Regions from separate parts of the Mus musculus genome. Here regions 1 and 2 are each linked to region 3. Evidence: chromatin contacts called from public HiChIP or PLAC-seq data. All regions are on one chromosome and are shown on one strand. The core of a region is the stretch at or near the end of the contact, and the rest is flanking DNA. Distances in the headings are between cores, read along the strand shown. Region 1 overlaps Mal2 (mal, T cell differentiation protein 2). Region 2 has its middle 23 kb from the start of Ccn3. Region 3 has its middle 17 kb from the start of Tnfrsf11b.

Region 1 (3,417 bases), core at 120-2,619, 310 kb before region 3:
TGTGATTGATGCATAATGAAACAAAATATGTTATGTGGCTTGTCTAATGAGGTTTCATGATTAGTTCAATAGAACACAGAACACCTAAGGTTTTTATGGCAGTAGTTGATAAAATTATGGTCTGTAGACCACATCCAGTTTTGCTCCCTTTTTGAAATAAGCTTTATTAGGATACAGACATTTATTTACACATCATCTGTAGCTGCTTTTATGTTATCATAGGATGGAACAATTGCCACAGAGGCTATATGGCCTATTAAAGCCTACATATGTGCTACCTGGCCTTTTTGTAAAAAAAACATGTGTATCATTTCCTGTTTTATACTAAAGATAGAATTAGATGAGAAGCCTGCATGAGATGTATTGTTTTAGTTATTTACTATTATTAAGGTTCGGGTGACTCAACCAAAAAAAAAAAAAAGGAATACTATTGTTTTGTGAACAGTGCCTGTGTATTTTAAGAATATACAATGGAAATGCATTTAAAAAGAAACGAGAGATGAAAAAGGAAAGGATACTTCTCTAACATCAGAACAAAATGAAAATCCCACCCATGTAACAAACCACAGCTTGCACTGAGGTCCTCTCTGTACTAAGCTAACAATGTTTGGAATGTTATATTGGGACAAATGGTACCCAAGTGATCAGACATATAAAGTAGACAAATGAAACCAGCACACAACTGTCAGTTTCCAAGGAGTGTTACGGTCGCCATCTTCGCAAAGCCAGACCCAAACTGCAACCATAACAAGCTGTTGTCATGAAGGCAAAAACCTAAGAAAAGGAAAAAGAAACACTGTCATCAGATTCACAACATGGACTTTTAGAAGTTGCATCCTGAGAGACCACTGAACAAATCCTCGACAACTGACCTGTAGATACTTCAACAGGACAAGAGTTTAGAGTGATCTGTGTTTCGATGACTTTGCTTCGTTACCTCCCAGAGCTGGCCCTCCCTTTGTACACTATAGCTCTTAGCTTTCATATCTGCAGGCAGCCTTACTTTCACCATTCGCTCACATGTCAAGCTTACTTGTTAAGTATTTATGAAACCCTAGGCAGTGTATTAAAAAATTCACTCTGAGTTATCTCATCATCCAGTAGTTTCATAGCTAAGAAGACAGTAACTATCAGACCCCAAGGACACATCAAATCATTTCTGTCATCTTTAGAACTCAGTAGACAAAACCCATAGGAATGTGTTCTGAGTTCTGTTCCTCCTCAGGTGGGAGACAGTTGTCCCAGGCCAAGCCCTCTTGGAGCTGTTTCCTTGGTGTCACGGTTGGCGTCATTAACACCCGCTGTGCATACATCACTGTGCTTGGTGCAGATAAACAAATAGTACCCATTGTCCAGAAATGACATTCAGAGGCTATGAGTCAAAGGAGAGACGATTCCAGGCCAATTCAAAATGATAAAATATGACTCTATAGGGCAGAGATTCCTTTGTTTGTTTTTCAAGACAGGGTTTTTCTGTGTGGTTCTGGCTGTCCTGGAACTCATTCAATAGACCAGGCTGGCTTCAAACTCAGAGATCGATTGCCTTTGCCTCCCAAGTACTGGGATTAAAGGCATGTGTCACCATCGCCTGGTACCTGGCAAGGGTAGAGATTCCTAACCAGGAAACTGCAGCCTGAGAAGGGAGGACAGATCCATTCACAGAAATTTTTGTCACAGTTTAATTAACCCTTCCCATTTTGCTTGTTTTGGTAATATATTTTTAATATCGACAATGCCCTCTGAGTGAGAATAATTGCTTTGGGAATTTGTCAATAGTGAGAGGGAATTGCCTCTATCCTCAACTCTACTGAGTGAAAAAGGAAAGGGAAACACTTAGCCCAGTGGGACACATGAATGCATGAGCAATTTCAGCTGCTGAAAACTCAAGACCTGGAGTTCTGACTGGACTGGAGTGAGTGGAAAAAAATGGAACGCCATGAAAGACTTGAAGCATTGGTCTACGCATCGAGGTAGCTCCCCTCTGGCAGGGGGGACAAAGACACAGGTTTTCAGAAGAAGCATATCTGGAAAAGAACAGTCTAGAAACTTCCAAAACTAAAGAGGAAAAGATACTAGGTCCGGTAATGCACTATAGGAACTATTTAACATCAATTAAGATGCTTCATTTCAGAAAGCAGTTTCAATTTGTAGTAGTTTTAAAAATTATCCATGAGACCAACCTGGTTTACCAAGTGAGTTTCAGGAGAGCCAGGCTGTTAAACAGAGAAAGCCTATCTCTCAAACCACCTCCGACCTCCCCCCCCAAAAAAATTATCCATGAAAACAAAAAATTATTATTTCTTTTCACTATTTAATACAAAATGACAGGTTCACTACAGTGTATGAATGAGAGAGGATTCATGTTTTAAAGTCCCCAGAGAAGGCTTTCTCCTGTATCCCATCTGTCACAGTGACTGGTGAATTTGCCTTCCCGCTCACCAGCACTGACCCCAACACTAAGAACTGATACTTGTTCATGTCAGCCCCACCCTGAGAAAACACCCTTCTATTTGGCAGACCCACGGTGAATATGCAGCCAATAATCCAAGTTGAAAATGGGCACAAGGTTAAAAAGAGCAAAGTCCCCTCACCAGGTCTGAACTTTACAAAGAGAGAACACTAGAGTGCATTCTTTTTATAAAATCAAGCACTAATAGACTTGTTGCCTTCCCAGATAATGTCAACAGGGTTGGTCTGCAGTACAGTCACACATAATGGGAGTGATGAGAGGACTTTGCTCACAGGACAACAAAATAGATACATAAATAGCTATTATACATTTGATTCTAAAGGCTACTATTAAAAGGCCACTGATGCCCGAGGAGTCTCCTGGATGCTGGACCATGAAAGGACGATGCTTTTCCTATGGTGCACTTACTGTGGCGGCCACGTTGATGTTATACTGGTTGTCGTTGAGTAGTGGCTTCACAGTCATGGTTGTGTTGCACTGAAGGTCATGCAGGGAGGTGGCCGCTGCTTCCAGTAAAAACGCTCCGAAGTAGAAGACAAAGACTATGAAATGGTAGACAAAATCCTAAGGAGCAGAGGAGAGGCATTTATAGGTAACAACACGAAGATGCTTTACTGTTCTTTCTTGTAAATGCAATCTTAAACAGGGAAACTCAGCCCATTTAATCAAATTATCTTAAGTATATCCATTGTTTATTTTGAATAATTTGGCAAAATTAGAAGCATTAGACTCTACATAAGCCCATCCTTAACTGTAGAGGGATAGTGATTGTCAGCTGCAGGGAGAGGGAGGAATAAGTTGACCACGTTCCAGTGGAAGGCCACATGTCCACAAACATTTGGGAACACAATTTGATCTCGAAGAATACTTTTAAAAGAGGTGATACAGGGCTGGATGCCTTGGGTGATTATGATCAAAACATATTTGTATGGAAACTTCAAACTCTC
Region 2 (3,839 bases), core at 856-3,355, 470 kb before region 3:
GACAGTGTCTTTTGCCTTGCAGAAGCTTTGCAATTTTATGAGGTCCCATTTGTCGATTCTCGATCTTATAGCACAAGCCATTGCTGTTCTATTCAGGAATTTTTCCCCTGTGCCCATATCATCGAGGCTTTTCCCCATTTTCTCCTCTATAAGTTTCACTGACTCTGGTTTTATGTGGAGTTCCTTAATCCACTTAGATTTGACCTTAGTACAAGGAATGGATCAATTCGAATTCTTCTACATGATAACTGCCAGTTGTGCCAGCACCATCTCATTAGATTCGGAGAAAGCATTTGACAAAAATCCAACACCCATTCATGATAAAAGTCTTGGAAAGATCAGGAATTCAAGGCCCATACCTAAACATGATAAAAGCAATCTACCGCAAACCAGTAGCCAACATCAAAGTAAATGGTGAGAAGCTGGAAGCAATCCCACTAAAATCAGGGACTAGACAAGGGTGCCCACTTTCTCCCTACCTATTCAACATTGTACTTGAAGTCCTAGCCAGAGCAATTTGACAACAAAAGGAGATCAACGGGATATAAATTGGAAAGGAAGAAGTCAAAATATCTCTTTTTGCAGATGATAGGATAGTATATATAAGTGACCCTAAAAATTCCACCAGAGAACTCCTAAACCTGATAAACAGCTTCGGTGAAGTAGCTGGATATAAAATTAACTCAAACAAGTCAATGGCCTTTCTGTACACAAAGGATAAACAGGCTGAGAAAGAAATTAGGGAAACAACACCCTTCTCAATAGTCACAAATAATATAAAATACCTTGGTGTGACTCTAACTAAGGAAGTGAAAGTTCTGTATGATAAGAACTTCATGTCTCTGAAGAAAGAAATTAAAGAAGATCTCAGAAGATGGAAAGACCTCCCATGCTCATGGATTGGCAGGATCAACATTGTAAAAATGACTATCTTGCCAAAAGCAATCTACAGATTCAATGCAATCCCCATCAAAATTCCAATTCAATTCTTCAACGAACTAGAAAGGGCAATCTGCAAATTCATCTGGAATAACAAAAAACCTAGGATAGCAAAAACTCTGCTCAAGGAAAAAAAAAAAAAAACCTCCTGTGGAATCTCCATGCCTGACCTAAAGCTGTACTACAGAGCAATTGTGATAAAAACTGCAAGGTACTGGTATGACCCCATTTTCTAATGTCATCACACTGTGGGATCAGGTTTTAATATTTGAGTTCGAGGAGTTGCAAAATCAGCAACTTAGTGTGCTATTGTCACAGTGTGGTCCTTAGCACGGTGCCTGGGACAAATTCAATAGCTGCCACATTACAAATAGCATGTTGATATTATGTTTTTTCACAGTGATGCTCCAACTTTCTTGAATGTGGGGTATTCAGAGGGCACAATTGCATATGCAAGTTGAAAGAAGAGAGATTCAAACTTCCCTTGCTAGGTTTGGAGGCCATTTCTTGAGGAATGAATCTGGCCTACTGCCTGTTTCTATTATTGCTGGCTGAGAAGATGACCAAGGTGGAAAGGTGTTTCCCTAGTAAGCATGCAATCTCAATTTGATCTCCAGCCCCCGCCCCCCCGCCATTTTTAAAAAAGGTGTCAGACATGAGAGCATATACTTATAATCTCAGTGCTGGGATGATGGAGACAGGTCAGGCCTTCTCAACCAGTACCTGGCTAGTCTTAAAGGTAGTGCCCAAGGAACAGCATTCGTGATTGTCCTCTGGACTCTACATGCATGTACACACACACACATACGCACACGCACATGCAGAAATATGTTACTGGAACCCATCTACTCTTGTTGACAAAAGTTCTACCCCTGGTTTTGCATGGTAACAGCAAAACTGAGTAGTTTCAAAAGACAGCATGTGGCCTACAGGGTCTAAAATATTTCCTGTCAGGCCTTTATAGGGAAGGTTAGTGTGTTCACCAATGTCCTTTCATGTTTTCCTCACGTTTACTGTGTGGGTTGTTGATCATTACAAGAGGATTAGACTTTAAAATTACTAAAAATGTTTCTAGTAAAAATAAAATGAAACAGAACAGCATGACCACTGGGTGTCTCTCTTCCCTAAATTTCACAAAAGCCAATGCTGAACCAGCCTTCAGCCAACTGGGGCTGTGACATACCAGACAAATATTGACAGTTGCTAAGGCAACTGGGGTAAAGTATTGGCCAGGGGATAATATAGGCGCCAATTGTGCATGCCATGTTTCTCACATAGGGGAGATACAAAGAGAAAAAAACGAACGAAAAAAACATGTTTGGAGCCCTCTCTTCAACTGTGGCTGAGGAGTAAGTCACAGCTGATGTTTATCTTAAGCCCTGTCCTCTTCAGTCAATTTCTCTTGAACTTAACACTTTAGGGACTTGGGGATTCTTAAGTCAGCTACAGTGCATCACAAGAGGGAACGTTTTCTAAGCAGCACTTCCTTTGTCCAGTTGTGTCTGAAATTTACTTTTCTAAATTATAATGGTAACTGAATTTTTGGTCTGTCTGATTTGGTCGCATGGATGGTTTCTGTAGTAATTCTTTTCATTGCTATTTGTTCTATGCCCTGCTCCTAAAAGGATGCAAAGAGGTGGGGACAGCTGAGTACTACCTTAAGTGAAGTGTGAAGGTCCCAGATACACCAGCTTAGGAGAATATGGGGAGATTATAGGACAATTAGAGGAGCACTATGGAAAGTGGTATCTTTTCCTACTTCAGCTTCCATCTTTTTAGTCTCATGTTCCATGTCTGGAGTAAAGTCAGGACCTGCTGAGAGTTTTCAGTCGGAGAAGGTTAGCTGTGGAGAGGATCAGTTTCCAGAGAGGAAGATCAAGGCTAGTCCCTCATCCTCTCCACTATCCTGCTTGGTACTGGCTGTAAACAAAATGTTGAGTGTTCTAAAGCACCCTGGGTGAATCTAGGCTTTCCTTTCAAGAAGAGTTGGAAGGGCCTTGGGTTGACATTCAGGTTCTCACATCTGCCCCTTGACCAACTTCCTCCTTCTTCCAAGAATTTTTTAAGTAGAGAATCTGATTCAAAGTAACTCATACTTGGATTGTACAGGTCAGTGGGGGGAGTCAGGACTAGTAATATGTAGAGGCTATGGTCTTCCCAGGCTCAGATCCTGTATACAGTCACTCTTTGACCAAGTCATTGTTTTCCTCTCAAGGATTCTGTTTTTCCTCATAGTTATCAGGGGTTGATTACGAAGCTTCACAAGGTAGAGTCACTTGTGTTCCAGTCTGATCTCCAATGTCAAGAAGTCCTTCTCGCTTTAGTATGGTGACTTTCTGGAATGAAATACTACCAACTGCATATCTTCAGCCGTGGGGTGGAGCATGCATTAGTCATTTTTCTCTTGCTGTGATAAAAATGCCACAATCAGGAGCAGCTTTTTGATCCAACAGTGTGTTTTGGTTTATGTTTTCAGAGGGATAAGAGCTCATCTTGGCATGGCAGCATATGGTAGGAACAGGAACCTCAGAGATCATAACTCAGTAGCAAACAGGAAGCCAAGAGGAAACAAGATGGCGTGAGCCTACAAACTCACAAAGCCCATTTCCTGTGAGGTACTTCTTCCAGAACAAGTCCATGTCTGAAAAGTTCTGTAATTCCTCCAAGTGGTGCTACTGACTGGAGAATTGCTCAAATACATGAACCTATAGGAGACATTCCTCATTTTAACCATTGCATCCCACCACACAGCCTCATAGGCACATGGCCAGCTCATAGTGCTAAATGTGTCTAGTCTGACATCAAAACTCCCTATAGTCTTTAATAGTTCCAATACTGTCTAAAAGTTCCAAAGTTTCCCCATTCCCAAGATCCCAACATGGTACAAACTATTTCTGGCT
Region 3 (3,894 bases), core at 1,136-3,635:
GATTTGAATGTGCTGTCTCAGCAGCCTATAGTTGCTATCCCTATAATGGTCTAAAGTGACTGCAATGCTTCCTGACATTCTTGTTCTAGTTCCAGAATTCACATCCTCCACCCTGTCAGAGTGTCTAGCTCTTAGGTAATGCAAAATAACACGGAATGCTTGTTTTCAAGTCTTATTGAGATGAGCAAGCCTTGTGTGAGCATGAGCTCAGCCTTCCTTCGGCTAACTAGCTGACATACCAAATTGCTCAGTGCACCTCTAAAAATGATTTAGCTGCTTTCCTACATTGGAAACTGAGTAGGAGATTTTAAAAATAAAATATTCTCCACTCAAGTTCTTGATGAAATCTTGAGGTCTCTCTAAGTAAAAATAACCTTGGTCTAATTCAAAGGTCAAAAAGACAAAACAAAACAGAACAAAACAAAACAAAAACCTGTTCAAGGAAGATTCAAGTTTTCAAGTTCAACCAACCAGATGCCAAAATCAACACCACTTTGACGCAGATGTGGTACCAGAGAAGTAGAGCTTCAGCAATGGACTTCCCTGTCCTTCTACCCTGAGTGTGAAGAGTCGAAGATGGGAAAGGGAGAAAACAGACCAAGAAGCTGACAAACTGCATCACATCCTGTAGCCAAGCCTCTATTTCAGTCCTTCAACACTGCTGGCCAGTTTCTGCACTGTGCTGAGAGCCAGATCCGGAATCAACAAGACACTTGTAGTCTCTTACCCATGAGCTCCAAGCAAATCAGGATTTGAAGTACAGACAAAATTATTCTTTGGCCTATGATTCCTGAGAGCTTACTTAAAATGGTAGACAATATTTTTTAGTGAAATGTTTTGTGAAAACCACCATCAAAATTTGACAGGCCACAGAAGTTTTGAAAAGTCTAGGGTTTAGACTATCTTTAATTTGTGTCCACCTCTTTCTAACTGTGCTATCTTGGACTATCCACTCATCCTCGGTGAAGCTATTTGCTTCTTACTTCAATCATTTATATAGCACACTGATAGATTATTAATTAATAATTAAATATATTAAAACTTTTGAACCTCTACTTCCCCCAAAACAATAATGCCTATTGTCCACATCATGTGTTGTTACCCTAAGACACCCTTTTTCTTTTCTCCATCATTTCAAACACTAGCGATTACAGCCTCTTGAAGACTTCTCTGCTTCCCCTCTGATACCTGTCATTTGTCATAGGTTGTGATCCACCAACCCCATTCCCATCCACTCCTAAACCATGAGTAATCTTTCTTCTGTCTGGGACACATCCCTCTTTTATATTCCTCTCAAAACTCTACGAGTTTTTCCAAATAACTGTTTCTCATGAAGCCTTTATATATACCATTTCCACTGAATTGCAAGTACTCCCATCTTATCTTCCAAACTAAATTCTTTATATAATAGTTCTATGTTTATGCTGTCTGACCACTACATTTATGGATCTTTTTGAAAACTATGTAACAGTATAGGATGTTGAGGATGAGAAAACTCAGTGGAAGAGATCAGGTAAGAGGTAATGAGCATACATAGACATCCAAGGTAGTAGGTTGAACTGTGACAAGTGAGGGTTTCTATGTTGTAAGTACTCGGGGACACTTGAATCCTAAGTAACTTGACTTCCAGGGTCCTGGGAGAGTTTGTGTATTATGAATCTAGGTTTTTTTTTTTTCTTTTCATTTTTCCTGTTAGGTAAGTGGCCATTGAAGAATGCCCATTCTTTACAATTATAAAAATTTCCTTGGCAGCTGTGTTGACATAGCTCAAAGTACAACTCTAGTAACTCGGCAATAAATTTTATTGAAGATAGGAACTAATGCCTGTGGTAAACTAAGGTTTTCCAAACACTGTTTTAAGTGTTTCATGCATGTTTGGTGGGGGTGGGGGCATGCAGAGACGACACAAAAGGTGGATACTGGCATTACCTTCTCCATTTTCAAGATGGAGAAATGGAAGCACAACGAAATAGAATGGAGCTATTGATCAAGTGAGCTAGGATGCAAAAGCAAACAGTCTAAAATCATAGCCTCAACTTGTGAGCACTTGTTCTACAAGGTGCCCAAATGTCTTGATTCCATAGGCTGCAGGTCTCTGTGCCATGTTATCCAAGCCCTTTTCTTAAATCTGTTGGTTTAAGAACAAAATGTAAATTGTCAACAACAACAGCAACAACAAAAATCCCCTCTTGCACACTTCCTCCTGGGCTTACAGTTGGAACTTCTGCTTTTGTATTCCTTTCATCTCTCCCACAGCTAACAACCAGTAAAGCAGGGACCAAGCTTCCTTCCAACACAAACCTTGGTAAGTGGTAAGTACCAGGCTGTTAGGAATCCACCAAGCTCCTGAATCACTCACTGTTTGCTGCTTCCACAAACAAGGATCTCTTTGAGATTCTAGAGTGAGTCAGTCTCACATCCCATACCTGCCAGAGAGAGTCAGCTGCCCCAATCTCTGAGCTGCCAGGAAGTACACAATTTCCAAGGGTAAAAGAAGCTCCCGACTGGGTGAAAGTAACAATGCACAAATGCTCAGGCAACAGCACTCATTTATATTATGTGGAAAATTCAGTAGCCTGAGGAAGAACCCTGGAAAGATAAATATTGAAGTATGAGAAACGATGATACAACAATTTTACTGTTAACCTGCATACCAGCAACTCTTTAAAATGCAATAGCAAAGACCTGGAGAGATGGCTCAGTGGTTCAAAGTGCTTTCTGCTCTGTTCTGTCCCCAGTGCTCACACTGTCTGTCTAACTCCATTGCCAGTGTATTGGACGCCCTTGGCATCCTCTGGCACCCCGACACATATGGTACAAGTCCATATAGACATATACCCATATACCTAAATACAAATGAAAATGAAATTTTAAAAAATCAACAGAAACCTCTGCAGAAGAGGGGATGGGCAGATTGTAAGAGGCAGAGGTGGAAGATGAGTCCACAGAGGCAGCATCTTTCAGGTGCACAGTAGTGATACACATATGAACTCATAGAACTGTGGGATCACATAAGATCTGAACAGGTTCAAACAAGACAAAATTCCAGCACTGCAGAGCAGAAGTAGACACAAAGACAAGAAGCTATTTGCAGTTGATACCCATTGTGAAAGGGAAAATCAGTTCTCTTTAATAAAATGTCCATTTTTATCTCCTTGTACAAAGCTCAAGTCTAAGTAGATCAAAGACATCCACATAAAATCAGAGACAGTGAAACTTATAGAGGAGAAAGTGGGGAAAAGCCTCGAGGATATGGGCACAGGGGAAAAATTCCTGAACAGAACAGCAATGGCTTATGCTGTAACATCAAGAATTGACAAATGCGACCTCATAAAATTGCAAAATTTCTGTAAGGCAAAAGACATTGTCAATAAGACAAAAAGGCCACCAACAGATTGGGAAAGGATTTTTACCAATCCTAAATCTGATAGGGGACAAATATTTAATATATACAAAGAGCTTAAGAAGCAGGACTCCAGAAATTCAAATAACCCCATTAAAAATGGGGTACAGAGCTAAACAAAGAATTCTTAACTGAGGAATACTGAATGGCTGAGAAGCACCTGAAAAAATGTTCAACATCCTTAATCATCAGGGAAATGCAAACCAAAACAACCCTGAGATTCCACCTCACACTAGTCAGAATGGCTAAGATCAAAAATTCAGGTGACAGCAGATGCTGGCGAGGATGTGGAGAAAGAGGAACACTCCTCCATTGTTGGTGGGATTGCAAGCTGGTACAACCACTCTGGAAGTCAATCTAGAGGTTCCTCAGAAAATTGGGCATAATACTACTGGAAGATCCAGCAATACCTCTCCTGGGCATATACCCAAAAGAAGTTCCAACTGGTAATAAGAACACATGTTCCACTATGTTCATAGCAGCCTTATTTA

Evidence for each region. HiChIP or PLAC-seq counts read pairs in DNA pulled down with a chosen protein or histone mark.
Region 1: a FOXA1 HiChIP or PLAC-seq map of pancreatic cancer cells shows a contact between it and region 3. The contact joins two enhancer-like sites.
Region 2: a FOXA1 HiChIP or PLAC-seq map of pancreatic cancer cells shows a contact between it and region 3. The contact joins two enhancer-like sites. A contact is called at or near these places in 4 of 484 Hi-C or Micro-C datasets (embryonic fibroblasts, myocytes, pancreatic cancer cells and 1 more) and 1 of 115 datasets of contacts at active chromatin or transcription factors (pancreatic cancer cells).

Annotation. Positions count from the first base shown.
Region 1 is chr15:54,598,028-54,601,444 of GRCm38.p6, reverse strand. Mal2 (mal, T cell differentiation protein 2) reads right to left here. Exons shown (of 4, transcript NM_178920.4): 3 at 2,879-3,034; 4 at 1-774. The coding sequence ends at 703. Among named protein-coding and RNA genes, the nearest start is that of Mal2, 28 kb to the right of the region's middle. Within about 2 kb of position 1,369, at least 6 of the 459 cell types and tissues checked have an H3K27ac peak or open chromatin away from gene starts, as enhancers often do. A contact at or near this core is called in pancreatic cancer cells, where this site is marked.
Region 2 is chr15:54,766,792-54,770,630 of GRCm38.p6, reverse strand. No RefSeq gene overlaps it. Among named protein-coding and RNA genes, the nearest start is that of Ccn3, 23 kb to the right of the region's middle. Within about 2 kb of position 2,105, at least 58 of the 459 cell types and tissues checked have an H3K27ac peak or open chromatin away from gene starts, as enhancers often do. A contact at or near this core is called in pancreatic cancer cells, where this site is marked.
Region 3 is chr15:54,293,097-54,296,990 of GRCm38.p6, reverse strand. No RefSeq gene overlaps it. Among named protein-coding and RNA genes, the nearest start is that of Tnfrsf11b, 17 kb to the right of the region's middle. Within about 2 kb of position 2,385, at least 30 of the 459 cell types and tissues checked have an H3K27ac peak or open chromatin away from gene starts, as enhancers often do. A contact at or near this core is called in pancreatic cancer cells, where this site is marked.